Linked DNA regions of Arachis hypogaea: region 2 is linked to region 1. A link is a contact called in public Hi-C data. All regions are on one chromosome and are shown on one strand. The core of a region is the stretch at or near the end of the contact, and the rest is flanking DNA. Distances in the headings are between cores, read along the strand shown. Region 1 holds the start of LOC112722613. Region 2 holds the start of LOC112722614 (agamous-like MADS-box protein AGL8).

What was found. A called contact is a pair of places that touch in the nucleus more often than the background predicts.
Region 2: a contact with region 1 is called in a Hi-C map of an unstated tissue, with 3 times the contacts expected there. The contact joins the promoter of LOC112722614 here to the promoter of LOC112722613 in region 1. A contact is called at or near these places in 2 of 8 Hi-C or Micro-C datasets (leaf and an unstated tissue).

What each region holds. Positions count from the first base shown.
Region 1 is chr11:129,986,518-129,989,094 of arahy.Tifrunner.gnm2.J5K5, forward strand. It overlaps LOC112722613, which reads right to left and starts at 1,274. Exons shown (of 2, transcript XM_025773706.2): 1 at 375-1,274. The coding sequence starts at 988. The coding sequence ends at 377.
Region 2 is chr11:130,189,670-130,192,246 of arahy.Tifrunner.gnm2.J5K5, forward strand. It overlaps LOC112722614 (agamous-like MADS-box protein AGL8), which reads left to right and starts at 1,273. Exons shown (of 8, transcript XM_025773708.3): 1 at 1,273-1,669. The coding sequence starts at 1,497.

The DNA.
Region 1 (2,577 bases), core at 24-2,523:
AGTTCGAACCTCAGCCAATACTAAAGTGAGCATGCCTCTTTGCATCACGTTTTCAAACTATTTTATGTCTCTATTAAGTGTCGCGAAATTCGGTCAACAGATGGCTCCAACAGATAGAACTTAGAAAAGACCCCCTTACTTCAAGCTCCAAGTACCAAAACAGAGATACTAGACTAGGGGCTAACAAGCATTGGTGCAAATAGTTTGCAGAAGCTTGCGAAATCAAAGACCTTCTCCAGATATGATATGGCATTGGTATCTAAATCTAAAACTTTGAATTGTAACAAAGCCTAAAGCCGTTCTAATTCCCTGTTGAATCCACTATTCTTAGCAATACACAAAACAAAGCATAACAAATTAACATTATTTCATACCTTCATTCCATTGAAGCTTTTGCTCCAACCTCCTTGAGCTTGGCTATGATAGCCTCAGCCTCCTCTTTTGTCAAACCCTTCTTCAAGACCGTTGGCACCTTCTCCACCAAGTCCTTCGCCTCCTTCAATCCCAAGCTCGTGAAAGTTCTCACCTCCTTTATCACCTTGATCTTCGCCGCGGCGTCGAAAGCATCCAGCTTCACGTCAAACACCGTCTTCTCTTCCTTCTTTGCTTCCTCTCCGGCAGCACCAGCGCCAGCACCACCACCTCCCTTTGCCGCACGTTTTCTCAGAGCACCCTTCAATCCCCCGAGCTCCATTCCCGGGGTCATCAGCATCATTAACGGTAACTCGTTAATTCCCTTTTTCTTCTGCATAATCTCCACCAGGTCCACCACTTCCATTAGCGTCAGCGCTGTGAGCTCGTCGACGATCAACGAAGCCTTCTCGGATTTCACGACTGGGTTCGAATCCTGGGAAGAAGAATCGGTGCTGAAATTGCGAGCGAAGATCGCAGGACGAGATTGGAGCTGCGATTGGTGGTTGGATTTAGGGTTCTGTATTAGGATTCTTCGGATTTGTTGTGATACGTGTAGGAATCGCGAACACCTCATTCTTTCTTCTTTCTGGTGTAGGATAATTGAAAGGTTAATCGAAGAACATAACTCTAACCGAATCGTGAAGTTGAATTTCTTTTTCTATTTTTAATTTTGATTTAATGAAGCTGAATTTAAACCTAAAATGCACAAAGTTGTTGGAAGAATTTCAGGTGATTTAGAATCTCTGGATTTCGGCCATAAACCCTACGGGGAAGACGATGGTAGTTGATTTTACGTCTTTACCCCTATGCTCATGTTTTTGGATCTAGGCCCAGTTCTCACGTTGGGCTGGATTTTCTTTTTAGCACACATCTCAGGACAGAAGTCCATAAAAGAATAATTAAAAAAAAAAGGGAAAGAAAAGAAGCTATATCTTTATATGTGACTTTAAATTATGGATATAAAGTTGGCAATATAACATAACCACTAAACATTTTAATTTATTTTATAGAAGATGTTTCGTTTATCGTTTTATAAAAAGTAGAGGGGAATAATGTATATAGTGAACAATGATTTAAAAAAGAAGGTAAATTTAAAATTAAAAATCAGATTTTTAATTAATTAAATAATTATTATCATATTTTAAAATTTGAAAATATTAGAATTAACACTTAAACTATTATGTACGTTTACAGATTCACATGTTATACGTTTTTCATCTCATCCCCAACGGCGTCCATTTTTTTCACAATCATCATCGATGTCGCCACAAAGGTCTTGACACCACCGTTCTCTCACCGTCGCAGCAGATCCTCTTCTAACCCCGGTAGTAATGCCGTTTTGCACCACTCACCGGTGTCGATCTCTTCCACCTCCGCCAACTATTTCTCACTGAATGACGTCATATTGCGATGGAAATTTATGGTGTCACGGCAGTACCAACATTTTCTCGACAAGACCATGCTGCACATGTTCCGCCGCTGGATTGGTTCCTTGATCATCGCTTGTATCTACGTTCTGCGCGTATACTTGATCTAAGGTTCTATATCGTATCCTACGATCTCGGAATCTACATGCTCAACCTCCTCATCGGCTTTCTTTCTCCTCAGGTTGATCCTGAAATTCAGGAACTCTACGACAGTACCACTCTCCCTAGCTGTCAGGGGCTCCGATGAGTTCTGTCCCTTCGTTCGTCGCCTCCTTAAGTGCAAGTTTTGGTATTCAATTATGACTAGTTCAGGATGGTCATTTTAGTAGGTATGCGAATGGTTTCTTTTATTTTTTATGTAGATGGTTATTTGATTGGATTTGGTTTAGTTATATACAATTAAAATATGCTAGATGTTCAATTCACTAGATATGCAGATGATTATTTTTATCCTTAAGTGAATAGTTATTTTCACTAAGAGTGAGCGACTCCGTTTGTTTCCAGTCTGGAGGAGAGCAACGCCAATGAGGATCCTTGTTGACGAACCAACAACGGTGAGAAGGATCCTAACGGCGATGATGGGGGCTGGTTGGAGACCAAGTGACGGCGATGACAACAGAGAGTTTGGGAGAAAATAAAGTTGGTGTTTTGATAAATTAGGGTATAATGAATGGTTAAAATTTTTGAATTATTGAATGAGATTTTTTGGTTAGGTAATTCGAGTAGAGTATTTTTT
Region 2 (2,577 bases), core at 23-2,522, 200 kb after region 1:
TAATTAATTGTTATTAATTAATAATTATTTAAATTTTATTTTTAAAAATATAAAATTAATGATTATTAATTACAGTTATTTAAAATTAACTGATTAAAAATTATTTACTTATTCTTTTCTTTTTCTTCTTTAAATAGGTTAGGATTAAACTCACAACTCACAAGAATAGTTTGTTTGGCTTGTAAAGGTGTATAGCTGGTTTGGGCATGTAAAAACTAAAAAGTGTAATAACTAGAGTTTAACTTTATAGCTTTTTATGATATTTATATAAGTTTATTTATTATGTTATTTATTTGATTATATTTATATATTTTTATTTTTAATTATTTATTACTTATTTATTTTGAGTTAAGACAGTTAAACATGTTATAACCATACTAAATATATATTAAAATTAGTCATTAAAATTAATTATTAATATAAAATAATATTAAAGTATAAAATATACATTAAAATTGAATTAAATTACTGATGACTAATTTTGGTATATAAATAATATTTTAAATCTTTTAACATACTTTAAGTTTATTGCATACTTCAGATCAAACTTAGACTAACAAATTTTGTTATTGGCCTAATCTATTAAAAATTTAAATTTGGTCTAATCTAACATAGCATTTTTACCTCACAAAATCATAGTAATTTTATCAATGAATTTTGTTAGTCTTATTCTTTCCTCTAAAAATAATTAATAACACCACATCATTTTAAATTTTCAATAGATAATTTTTCTGTTAAACTATTTTTTTATTTGGAGTAAAATCTGCTAATTCATCAACATGGATACATTTTAATCCTTAATCTTAATTATATAATATAAAGACAAATTATTGAAACATCTAAATTCTGAATAGTCTGTGTCACTTAAATATGTGCCAGTACATCCATCTAATAGTGTTGATGAGATTAACAGCAGTTAACCACTGTTTTCTACGGCGGTTGGAGTTGAAGTGATGGGTAGCCTATGAATGCTTAATTTAATCTCCTTATTTTATTCAATCTAACCACATAATTAATTGATCCGCTAAGAGCTTTGTACTAACTTTACAGTGAAAGAATTGATAACGACAATCTGAGTAGCCAATCATAAATCGACAACGAATTTGACGAATCCGCTCTGGTATTGGAAAACCACCTCTCCCGTCACCATCAGCGGTTTCTTTTCTTTTTCCCAATTCCGAATTTTATTAGTAACATTCACCAATCATAATTTTTCATTTCAATTTTTTTAATTAATTAATAAAAACACCAAACCAAACCAAAACAAAACAAAAAGCAAGCAAGAGGAGTGAGGAGAGCAGAGAATTGAAAATTCAACTCACCGATTTGTGGTAAAGTCTCTCTCTCTATATATCCCTCTCTCTCTCTTCGCTGCTTCTTCAAGCGTATACAATTGAGGAAAAGAAGGTAGCTAGGTAGTGCATGCGTATGTGTATACGTATACGTAGGTAGGTACGGTGAGAGAGAGAATCGATCGAGAGAGGGAACTTGGATCGATGGGAAGGGGAAGAGTGCAGTTGAAGAGGATCGAGAACAAGATTAATAGGCAAGTCACGTTCTCAAAGAGAAGATCTGGTTTGCTGAAGAAGGCAAACGAAATCTCAGTGCTATGCGATGCCGAAGTCGCACTCATCGTCTTCTCCACCAAAGGCAAGCTCTTCGATCCCTGGTTCGTACCTTTTCATTCTCCCTCTCTCGAATCCAAAATCGCCTTTACTTAATTTTACTGCTCATAACTATACATAATATGGATCTTGATTAATTAGTGAAATGTTTAATTTCTGTGTCGAAATTACTTAATTAAGAACGCCACCGATTATGTGTTTTCATCTGTTTTACATTAAGAGTACTGTCCATATGCAGTAGTAAGAGTATATATGCTTTTACATTTCCTATTTCCTCTTATATATATGCTTTCTATGTGTAACAAACTCTGCTTTATACTTAATTAAGTTTGATTAACTTTCATATTCCTAATTAAGATAGTATTTTGTTGAACCAGATTGGGATTGGGTGCTTATTAGAGAAGCTAATAAGTTTGGCTAATAATTTGAATTTCCTCATATGGATAATAGTAATGCGTACGTAAGTTTTGAGATGAGAAGGGGGCATCTCCATCTGACATATATATATTCGCGCATACACGAACCTGAGAAAACTTCAGAAAATTGACCAAACACTGTAAGAATCGTGTAAAGACAAATTCATTTTAGAAACTGCACCACCTTTTTTATATCCAAGGATACATAGTGCACTTAATAATATATAAATAATTAAGTGATCCATATAAAATATCTATATATCACCTCTTGATATTAGTGCTGCTGCCTGTTAAATTATCTAATGAAAAATAATAGCACAGATTATGGAATATCCCAAGGGGGATTAGCAATTTATTATTACACTATCAGTATAAAAAAAAATATTAGGTAGAATCAGAATTTATTATTTTTAATTATTATTTAATTATTATTTTAATTTTTTTAGTTTAATAATTTAATTATATATTTTATTGTATATTTATAATTATTAATAATTTATTAATAGTTAAAAATAATAAATTTTAATAATTTTTTA